Regions from separate parts of the Bombyx mori genome. Here region 2 is linked to region 1. The links are chromatin contacts, called in public Hi-C maps. All regions are on one chromosome and are shown on one strand. The core of a region is the stretch at or near the end of the contact, and the rest is flanking DNA. Distances in the headings are between cores, read along the strand shown.

Region 1 (5,787 bases), core at 2,421-4,920:
TTACAAACATACATACGTCTGAAGCTAATAAAAGCGTATTAAAATGGTAAAACTTTGCTCGAATTAGAAATATAATTTCAGTAACATGATATTTTCCAAAAAAAATATGGTAATTCTAAATAAAACAATTAAATTACATTCACTATTGCCAATAATAAGAATACATTGATATTTAATTTTCTGAAAGCTTTGTTTCATAGCTTTCAATAAGAATAGTAATTAATAAATTCTATTTAATGAACTACTAGACTATTGAAGACATCAGTCTTGTCTAAAGGTGTATTATTATGATGTGAAATACTTACTTGTTAGTGAGATGCCTAGATTTGACATGTCTCCTTCGATATCCCCAACTGTTGTAGACTCGTGGACAAAACGGACAAGGAAATGAAGGATTCGCATAACAGGTGTTACTTTTATCTGAAACATATAAACATCCTTTAAAGATTGCAGACTAACAAAATATCTAAAAATTCACTTATTATAGTCCCCTCCAATTATTTAAATTATTGAAAATTTATTTGTATTTGTATTGTGAAGTAAATAAATGCATTTATTATTATTATTATTATTATCTGAATCTTAATTCACACTTTCAGATATTCAGTCGCAGACAATACTTATACACTTCTCACCGAAACAAATGAAAGTTTCTGAAAATGGGTCCCAACTGTGAAAACTAAAATATAACCTAACAGAAATTTTATTGAAAAACTTAATGATGATAACATTATTAATGACAATTTAAAGCATCAAAGGGTACTTGTAAGCACTTCTTTACTCTTTGCTCAAAGCACACTGCACCAATACTATACAACCTGTAGTCTACGTAGCACTATAGCTGCAGTCATTTATAAATTTATATAGAACTGTTGTAAATAAGAAAAGAAATACGTAAAATAATGTAATAAAAATCATATTGCACCAGTAGCTGTCCTTTGGCCACAGGTCACTTACCTTTACAATTTTGAGCCTCACTAGAAACCACATTCAAATTCTCAGTCGTAATACTTAATGATTCTACTATTGTTCCACTTTGAAGAACGGTTTCAACTTCTTTATCAATCTCCAAACTATCTTTGTCATCTTCAGTGCTAACTGTATTTTTGTCATTAGAATTCAAACTGGGTTGCGTACTGCTAACTTCACTTATCCATTTTTTAATGTTACGATTATTAGGTCCTGTAGTACAAACTGATTTTGTTGATATTTCACTATTGATACAATATTTTTTCTCTGTCTCTTCAAGTAAAGCAATGTCGGTGTCATTAGTATTATCTCCGGAATAATCGGTGAGGGGTGAATCAATTGGTTCCACTTTTAAGACAACATTCTGAAAATTTTACAAACCACTTGTTATGTGAGCATTGTTTACAACACAAACGAAAATAATTGAACCTTTAAATTGACACTATCAATCTGCAACTAATCTTCAAGACATCACACCATCAAAAAAATAATAGTCAAAAATAGTATACACTTATTTATACAACATTTTATATATAATATTATTTATTTTATTATATTTTATAATATTTATTACCTTATTTACTATTAAAATAAATATTAGGCATATAAATAAATTTAAACCTTCATTTAGTTTAACAAAACATAAAACCAAGATTCACCACAGTTAGCCTCATGTTTTTCTCTAATATGCAATGAATTTTATGTCCGGTCATTTTTACATTCCATCAAAATAAGACAAAAATAGTTGAAGAAAAACTTGTTTCAAAAACATGCAATTTTTTTTTATCTTTAAACTCCAATGTTTTATTTTTAAGGCTGTAGTATTTAGTGCAAGCATTAATGATTTACACTTTTTAGTACTTCCTATAATAGCTTCACCAATTTTCTAAATGATTCCAATACATATATATTTTTGCATTTATTGCATTTATTTTTTTGATTTATTTCTATAATCTTCAGTAAACATTATTTTGTTCATATGTTCATATGTTAGTTACTCACAGAAGTGTTTGATGCATCTATTGTAATACTTGTATTAGGTGGAGTCTCGACTTTTGTAGAAATTTTCTTGCATTTATTATTATTATCTTCATGTTCACTTTTCTTGCGTTTTTTTGGTTGTACTGGTCCAGCCGATTTCTAAAACCATAGATAATCAACATCATTCACTAACATAATATATAAAGGCATGAAAAAATATGCTTTTAGAATACCAAACCAAATAACCAAACTAAAAAATGGAATGTAAATCTAATATATAAAATAGTCATGTCACAATGTTCGTTCCCATACTCCTCCGAAACCGCTTGACCGATTCTCATGAATTTTTTTATGCATATTCAGTAAGCCTGAGAATCGGCTACTATCTATTTTTCATACCCCTAACATATTTTTTTTTATTTGGACATTTTTTTTTGTTATAATGAGGTATTACTTATGCGGTTGAATGAGGTTTTGTTATTTTTATTATATATTCCCTCATCGTTCACAGCACTACATACCTCTTTCACTCATTTACCACATCCTTACACACTTACAATAAGTTAGTTTTTTTTTCTACACTAGAAATTCCCTAGAAATCTTATTTAAGGCAAAACAATGTTTGCCGGGTCAGCTATTTATTTGTAAAAAAAGCATGTCATGTGTGGTGTCAATAGTTATAAATATTTTATTAACAAATATGAGTATAAGGGTTATCATTTTGATAAATCTTAAAAAGCACCCTAGGCAATTATACAATTTCTGTAAATGGAAACCTAATATAATTTTAAAAGTGTAAAACAAATTTGGAAAATAGAATTTGTTCCAATTAAGTGTTACTTATTATAGGTATACCATATTATAGGAAGAAAACAAAAAAATATTTTAATTGTATTTAGAGGTACATTATTTATTATTATTACATATACAAAGCATCCAGAGCCAGTACATCATTCATTGGAAAAAATGTAATATTAGTAAATATGAGTACCTAATATTTATAGCATTAACTTGTTAGCATCACTTTTGTTTGGATCAACATTCTCAATTATACAAAGAAACTTGTTTTATAAAATATGATATTTTTTCTAATATTTATGGTTGTCTTAACATAGTTACTAACAAAGCATTCATGAACCGAGTACAAACCTCATCATCTTTGGTGGCAGCTTCACTCCCAGTGGACAGACCACATACCCTCAATATTTCAGCAGTCTTCAATAAAATAGGAAGGAATTCTTCAGTCACGTTAACTTCGCCATTGTACATAAACGTCAACAAAGTCTTTAATGAGGCTGTGTTGATATCATGTAGCACTATAATCGGATCTTTGTGGGGGTTTTGCTGTGAAAAAATGCGTGGGCGTCAATTATTATCTTTATATAAAAATTAAACGATAAATAATATAAAAAATATAGAAATACCTGAAATATTGATTTGAAAACGGAACTGTTTGCTGATAGTATCACTTTATGAGCTTTAAAACACTGCCCATCCGAAACCAAAGTAACATCGGATAACCCTTCATCTCTATAAAGTTCTTTCACATTTGTCAATATGTTACTCTGATAACCGTTCCATTTCAAACTTATTTCTTGATTTGCCATATTCTTACACTAGTTTCACATCGAGTTTGGTATAATTTTGTAGAAGAAATAATAGAAAAACACAAATCGACATCAAACTCAATAAAAGAAAACAATGATACAGATTAAAAATGTTACTCACCACAACATAGATTATACACTTAATATATGCACAACAATCAATGTTTTTTTTTATTTGTTTGCGGCCGTTGGTATCTTATGTTTTTAGGCAAATTAGGTTGATATATTTTTTTCCTAGTATTCTTAGTAAAAACGGCTCTTTACTGAAAGTTCAATTGGCTTTTTCAGAGAACCATACAGGTAGTATTATACTCCAAATCAACACACTATATTATAGTATTTTATTTTTGTGACGATGCACTATTTGTTCACAGTAATCAGTCATTACATATGACTTGTTTAAAAGTAGAGAAACACCCACTTACGAATTTAAAAAATCACAGATCATCGCCCTTCAGGTCCCACTAAAAAGTTAGCTTTCAACTAATTTACTTTTAATAGTGCATTTGTTACTCTGATAAGTGTGTGGAAACCCAGATTTGATTCGTGATCAGAGTCTATATTTTATATTAAATATTATTATAAATTGAGTAAGAGGTAGACGAAGAAATGCATGTATTGCGTGAAAGACGACATGTGTAAGAGGGGAGTGAGTGAAAAAATGGTATATGATAAGAGAGGATGTAAAGTGAAAACATGTTACGCCGACCCCAAGTGACTGGGAGAAGGGCAGGAGAATGTTACGTGTTTTTTTTTTCTTTATGCGATGCCATTGTTGCCAGTGTTGGGTTTACAAAACATTCAATTATTCTATTCATCTAAAGGTATATTGGTATGTGAAGCATAAAACTGAGCGGAAGCAAATGAAGTTGATTTGTCTAAAGTTGTAATGAATTGAGATGAAATTAAATAAATTATTGTCCCAGTAGGAAATTCAATGAAAGATCAGTGGACTCTTAAGAACCACGTCCAACGATTGTTTCATTTTCCCACTCTTATGCAATTTCGCAGATTTGAACGATTAATATACAACAATTAATACATTAATATTAAAACACATTTAAATCTGAGGAAACACTAAGTTAATAAAATAAAACAAATTCACACAACGACGCTTCGGCTAAATAGCTTGTGAATATAAGTACTCGTTCATGTTTCGTGTTTGCGGCAACCTTTATGACAGGAGAGAATCAAATTGAATTCATCGTTGCTACCAAATCTAATGGACACTATTCAATTCAAATTCAATACCGCTACTCAGCTTTGAAAATTTCATAGACGATCCCGAATTATATGTCCATAGACTCTGGCACACTCAGCTAAAATTATCGACTTACCTATCTACTTGTCATAGCATCTAAGTTTTTCAACTCATTAATTTTTTTCAACTCTCGCAAAGTAGGTAACCTTGTGTTCCAATTTGAAGGACCGTGGAAAGTTACGTTTGACTTCTGCGAGTTTACCATCTGGTGGAAGGAGGCGACCGCGCCAGAGAAACAGTGCTCTCAGAACCTATTCATTTTCCAATGCAATTAACACTTCGCGATATTTTGGAAAAGCGTTTACTCGTAGTTCCGAAAACCACTTAGCACTCAAATTATATATCCCTTCCTGCCATAATAGCTAAACCACCACCCTGCCTATTTCTGCCGTGAAGCAGTAATGCGTTTCGGTTTGAAGGGTGGGGCAGCCGTTGTAACTATACTTGAGACCTTAGAACTTACATCTCAAGGTGGGTGGCGCATTTACGTTCTGGATGTCTATGTGCTCCAGTAGGTAACCATTTAACACCAGGTGGGCTGTGAGCTCGTCCACCCATCTAAGCAATAAAAAAAACCATTAAAATATAGCTATAACTTTTGCGATTAAGAAATAAAACAAAGTGCCGAATAGAAATTAATATTATTTTGTACCTACAGCAAAAACAACTACCTAGACAATGAGCGGACATTATGCGCGTCAACAATTTACCATCTGGTTATTGAACAATATAAACCTTTTTGTCTATATCAATACCGAAGTTTGAAACTTGATGAGTTTTAAAATTAATTAGGTAACCTTGGCTCTACACTTCGGTTCACGATAGAAGCACCTGCGTCCGTTCTAACATAATCAGATAAAAGGTCGTTTAATAACTAAAATAGGGACACACTTGTTTTATCTTTGATGAAAACTATTAATACTGTACCTATTAATTGTTATCTCACCTTCATAACGAGTGGTTTCGAAA
Region 2 (6,494 bases), core at 2,844-5,343, 230 kb after region 1:
GTATATTCATTTCTTTGGTAGTACATTATTAATAAAAATATTTTTATCATTTCATTTTAAAGTGATGTCCGTTCTATTCCATAGCTAAAAGTTAAATCTGATTTACTTAGTAAAGGAAAACTGAAATGCTGTCATAACGAAACTAAATGTACAACATCGAATAATTATGAAAAAACGACACCGACTTCCACTGGAGTAAGTTTCTTTTAGCTTCCAGCTTATTTTTTTGTATTTACTTTTAAAAGGATCGATTTTATTTAAATCCTTCAGTATAAAAATTTGATGGGTAGTATAATCGAGTGTTAAGAATCGCGAAGCGTAAACAATCATGCGTTCTGGTTTAAAAAGTGTGACATTCATGTAATGTACATTTCAATTGTGATTTCGACCACACGTCTTAAGGAGGTGTTCACGTTGTGATATCTATGGGCCTCGGTAACAATTTAAAACCAACGTAACACGAAATAAATAAATGAGCTCTAAATTTCATTAAATAATAAAAACTTTTCTTCGACATTCAAGCTAGAGCACGTAATGGACATCGAACATTTTAGTTTGATCCACTTAGTCTGGTAGTATATCTAGGTCCATCTCTGTTACTGTGATAAACTAAAATGTGTTTTATCATAACTATTATCTCTCACTAAACATATATTCAGCGCCATTTTTTTTTCTTTACAGATTAAAAGTTCTTTAGACGAAGGCGGACTTAAACGAATTCTTTCTCCTTTTAATAAATTTGCAAATACATCATCAAATCCTCGGAAAAACACGGTCATTAATAGTCCCTATCGGTGTATTGGACTATCATCCAAAGAAAAAAGTTATATTATAAGTAACTGCCAAGCAAGATCTACAAGGTATTCGAAATTGAAAAATATTGCATTAAACGCTATTCAGAATCGCAAAATATTTTCTATCTATGGCCCATGCAATACTATCAGAAAATTATTATTGCAAAGAGGCTGGGTCGAAAAAATTAACCCAGATCATATGAATTTGCTTAAATTAAGAAACGGAAATGTTTCCAACAAGACCGAAATACACGGTGAACTTGAAAGATTGCTGTTATCAAACCTAGTTGAAAGCTATATACCGAATTTCGTTTGGTACAATAAAGAAAACGTTCAAAATTCAAATTTGAATGTGAAAAATGAAAACATAACTGTCTGTAACAAATTAAAAATTGATACAGCTTGGACAACAAAACAAGGCCTATGTTCGTTGATAAAACAAAAAGACTGGTTTTACATAGAGAACACTGCAGATGTAATCGTTCCTCGCACTTACAATAGTTACGAAGGCTGTGAAACCGAAGCATTTGTGAATGACTACAAAGTAACTGCGTGCACCGGTTTACTCAAGTGGATACTTTCAATGGTCGCTAACGAGAAGGCGGTGTTTTGTGAGACTGGAAAGATTTCTTTGAACGTTATGGTGTTTGCATTAAATAGATGTAAAGAATATCTGTTCCAAAAACAACATCTAGACATCGATCGCTCTCTGACCAGCGTAAATTCGAATCAATGGAATAACTTCTTGAAAAAATATTATCGCATTGTCTCCAGAAACGAACTATTTCATCTTACTAAAGAAGAAAAAATACCAATTTATTTAAGCTATGCCCAATTTTTACTGAAGGAAATACAAAAGTATCGACCGCAAATTATTTGTGAAGGGTATAACAACGTTTGGATTCTGAAACCTGCTCATTGCTCTAGAGGTAGAGGAATACGGATTGCTTCCAAATTAGGAGTAATTAATGATTTAATAGCTAAAGCTAATAGCAAATATGTTATTCAAAAGTATATTGGTGAGAATTTGAAATATTTAAATTATGACATTTATGTAATTAATGTTATTCTATCATTACCAATAATTTACTTACAGAAGAGCCTATGTTAATACACGAAACAAAATTTGATATAAGGCAATATTATTTGATTACCAGTACATATCCTTTGATTATTTGGATATATAAAGACTGTTATTTGAAGTTCAGCTCTCAGAAATATAACCTTGGAAACTACCATGAATCTATACATTTAACTAACAACGCCGTACAAAGGAGATATATGAACTGTGAAGAGCGCCATCCTGATCTACCCAATAACAATATGTGGGATTTGGATACCTATAAAGATTATTTAAAGGCAATCGGCAAACCCTCGGTGTGGGATGATTTAATATATCCCGGTATGAAAAAGACAATCACAGGTGTGATGCTTAGTAGCCAAGAAACAATGCCGGCTTGCAAGAATCGCTTTGAACTGTACGGTTGCGATTTCCTACTGGACAAAGATTACAAGCCTTGGTTAATCGAAATCAATGCATGCCCTGATCTCAACAGTACCACACGAGTCACCGCGAAAATTTGTCCGGCCGTTTTAGCTGATGTCATTAAAGGTTTGATATAAATACCGAAGTAATAAGTGTTTAGTGTTTTTGTTCGGGATCTATACGGTCGTGCCTCTTTTATCTGATTGAATCGAAACTTATGATGACAGTTGGCGCGCGAATATATAAATAATATAAAATACTAGCTGTACCCGTCCGTTTCGCTGGGCATTTAAAATTAACATTATTATTTTTCACCCCCACAAAGATTCTCATCATGAACGCCCCCGCAACTGGTGTAGGGAGTCCAACACTCATATAAATATTAGCCTATCTATTAAATACATATATTTTCTACACGGATACCAAGTTTCAAGTCAATCGGATGCATGGTTCAGTAGTTATAACGGAACATCCGTAAAAACTACTGTAGATTTATATATTAGTATAGATAGTATAGATATGTATGGTATAAAAATTTGTGGTTCTCGTACAGTGTTTTTCTACTTATTTGTTGGTAGCCTAGGCGGCTATTCCAGCTATGCCGGAAAGGTTAGGTGAGCTAACGGCCTCAACCTGAGAGAATTTGCTAACTCTAGCCCTAGGAAGAGCAGTGCTTCGCAGAATCAACCACCAGAATCGCGACCTCGTACATTCAACGACGCTTACAGCAAAACTGTTCTGGTTTTACCCACCTAAAAATGCGTTAGTATATATATTATTTTTATTCCAGTTGTGATAGATTATGCTGCTGACAAAAATGCTTCGACCGGCAATTTCGAATGTGCATACCGACAGACAATAACCACACCTAACTACGGCGGAGCTGCTGATTTTATAGTTAAAGGTTTTCCTGTACCTCACGATTATTTCTATAAAGGAAATATAAAACTAGAAGAATCTTTTGAAGACATCGATATGGATAAGCCACGAGACGTTCAAGCTGTATTGAAGAAATTAAAACGGTTTTATAACAGTAGTAACTGTACTGACAGAATGTTACCTCTAGAAAATAATGAGTTATATTGTGACAAAGACGATATTAATAGAAAATCATCACATAAAACCGTGAGATCGTTTCTCGATGATGACGCTGAAAATTTGTTCATAAATGATGAACGGAAGGAAATGGAGACTTCTTTAGAAAATTTCCCGAATTTCAAATCGCATTTATTCGATAATTATAAGTTGTGTTCTGAAACATCTTTGACTCGCTTAAAAAGTACTAAAAGTCTGACTAATATTAAAACACTGATGAAAGAATCAAACGAAACGTTTTTTGGTTCAGCACATTTTGAATCGGATCGGTTGTTTAGTTTTACTAAATTAGACGAAGTTTGTTCTCTGAGTCCCAGTTTAATGGATTATTGAATCTATAAGAAAAAAAAGATGAATTGAAACTCTCATGCGCTTATTTTATTTTTAAAATATTTTAACATTTAATTTATTATTAGTCTTCCATAAAACATCACTGTTTTTGAGCTCACCTACTAGTTAACGTTACGCTGATATAGTTTCTCTAGAATCTAGACTATCAGCTTATGTAAGAAAAAAAAACTGAATACTATGTGGGCTGTGAAAACCTTTACCTGCTTAACAAAATAGTTTTACCAGTGTGTTTAAAGAAATAGTTGATTAAGTTTCACAGCGATGACATATGATTTATTTCTTAGATTTTGTTGTTATTCATTACTCTCAAAGACCCTTTTTTAAAGTTATTTCGTTAAGATTTACTAACTTAGCAGGTCGATACTGTAATGTATCTATTTTTTCATTTGGTTCGAATGTGGGGAACATAGATTATACACTTAATATTTGAAAGAATTCTAAGAAACTACACCTGGCAACTCTCATTATCATGTCAAAATTGCAAATATAATCTGTACGTACCTACTTGTTAAAATGCGTGATCCAACCATGTTAGTTTAATAATTCGTAATATTTCGTAAATACAATCTAGTTTTTACACGCAACTGTTAGCACTTGACCAAGCTTGCTAAAAATATGGGACGCTCAAGGTCACGGAGTAAATCGCCTAGAAGACATCACAAAAGTAGTAAACACTCGAGGAAAAAGAGCCGATCAAAAGACCGCTCAACATCACGCAGCAGAAACTCCAAACATGCTGATAAAACGAGAGAACGTAGTTCCAAGTCAAGGTAAGGTTGTTCTCCTACATAAACGTATACAAACATTAAAATTAACCTAACAATTTTAATTGCTTATTCAATGTAATTTTTAGAAAAAGGTCACATTCTATATCGTCGTCTAGCAGTAGCGATGCATCGTACGATCATTCGAACAACAGAAAAAAATCCAAAGGACGTAGCAAAATGGATGAAGTCGATAGACTAGCCGAAATGGAAAGACAAAGACGTATAAGAGAAGCTGAACAAAAGGTGATTACAACAAAGTATTTATATTACATTTCAGGATCCCTTAGCAGAGTGCACGGAATGTCTATGTGCTGAGCGGTTAACCAATGTGCATATTTCTCTTCCAAACTGAGCTTAGGTTTATTTTTTAGCCGTCAGTGTAAGTCTGTAAATGGACAGTGTTAATGCTACTTTCCTTAAAAAAACATTAATCACATGAATTTGCTAACTAGAACTATTGCTTAGTTTAACAAAGCTTGTATAAAGCTTAAGGCTAGGAATTTTAAGAAAACACTTCAAAATAAATGATGTCATTAAAAGACTTGTTAGTAATTACTTTTAAAAAATATTTCGCAATCTTTCATGGCCTTAAATTGTCTTATAAATTTAAAATGTAATATTTTTATTGGAACTGTTTCAATGGACAATTCAACTAGCGCTCACCCAAATTAATTAATTCTCAGGGTAACATGGTGTTGAGTAACTTTATTTTGATATTCCTCAATAATTGTGACCATTCACAATTAGGTACGATGTATGCTGGCTCTCGTGTCTCCCTTTGAAGGCATTAACCCTTTTAGTGCTGAATTTTCTTACATATTTTAGAAATTGCGAAAGGATTTTTGAAAAAAGTCACCTTAGAAAAAAATTAAACTAAAAAAACTCAAAAATAAAAAAATACTAAATTCACTGAAAAATAATTTTAAATAGCTATGAATGTTATTAACTTAATAAACACATTATACATGCAGGTGCTAAGATATACTATAGAATACTATCTAGATATACTATAGAAGCTAGGTCATACCAGTTGATACCTAATGGTTAATACCTATAATCAAATGTAGTGCAGTTTGTCAGTTAGTATTCTAACGCTTCACATTTTATACACATTAATAGAGTCTATCAACAGTTCACACTCAAAGATAAGTAGTAACATAATGGGATACATCAATTTTTGATGTAAATAGGTGATACTTTCATGTCATGAACAACTAACCATATAAGCCAGTATTAAAGATGGTCATTGCCACCATAAACACTAGCCATATAAGCTGTTCAATTTTACTATCTTGATTAATTATTCAATCAACGTTGTGAGAATTACACTGTCCTTATTGAGCCATTGAATAGATTGTTATTTTTAAATAATGAGTAGAGCTTGCCAAGCTCTCAATGCCAAAAGACTGCTTTGCTGCAAAACAGACAGATTCAGACAACATCCATCTCTATAAGACATTATAAGAAACCAACAAGTAAATATGTTATTATTATAATAAAGGTAGTGGAAGAAGAAGCTGCAAAAAGAATAGAGTTGCTTGTGAAAAAAAGAGTTGAAGAGGAGTTAGAAAAAAGAAAAGATGAAATTGAACTAGAAGTGGCAAAAAGAGTGGAGGAAGCCAAGCGCAAGATGGAAAAAGAAATGATGGAAGAATTAGAAAAACAACGAGAACAACAAAGACGAGAAGAACAAGCTAGACAGGTAATTAACTTTTGTGTTATAGTCGTGTGCAAACGCAATGGAGGTTGCATTTGCACATGAAGTCACTGCATAAACAACATGCTCTTCACTATACAATAAAACAAATGTGAATTCATTGTGTTATATGTCAACACATTCAAAGAAACTAATAGTATTATTTCGATCATATCTGTTAAAGGTCCGGTCAGGTGTAGTTCGAGTGCTTACAAGAGTATATTTTTTGATGTAATTTTTAACTGACACGTTTCGGAGGCCAATGCTTCCACATAAATATTAAAACTATCTATATATTTATGCAC

What was found. Hi-C and Micro-C count contacts between places; a contact is called where the count stands out from the background.
Region 2: a contact with region 1 is called in a Hi-C map of posterior silk gland, with 2.3 times the contacts expected there. The contact joins the promoter of LOC101741727 here to the promoter of LOC101740753 in region 1. A contact is called at or near these places in 2 of 7 Hi-C or Micro-C datasets (middle silk gland and posterior silk gland).

The regions. Positions count from the first base shown.
Region 1 is chr4:4,609,727-4,615,513 of ASM3026992v2, forward strand. LOC101740753 (longitudinals lacking protein, isoforms H/M/V) reads right to left here and starts at 3,671. Exons shown (of 6, transcript XM_038010614.2): 1 at 3,375-3,671; 2 at 3,100-3,294; 3 at 1,972-2,109; 4 at 958-1,333; 5 at 306-420. The coding sequence starts at 3,557.
Region 2 is chr4:4,837,247-4,843,740 of ASM3026992v2, forward strand. LOC101741727 (UPF0430 protein CG31712) reads left to right here and starts at 4,094. Exons shown (of 5, transcript XM_004929147.4): 1 at 4,094-4,496; 2 at 4,580-4,736; 3 at 5,995-6,195. The coding sequence starts at 4,342. LOC101741583 (tubulin glycylase 3A) reads left to right here. Exons shown (of 6, transcript XM_004929146.5): 3 at 85-195; 4 at 682-1,813; 5 at 1,891-2,406; 6 at 3,071-3,741. The coding sequence ends at 3,708.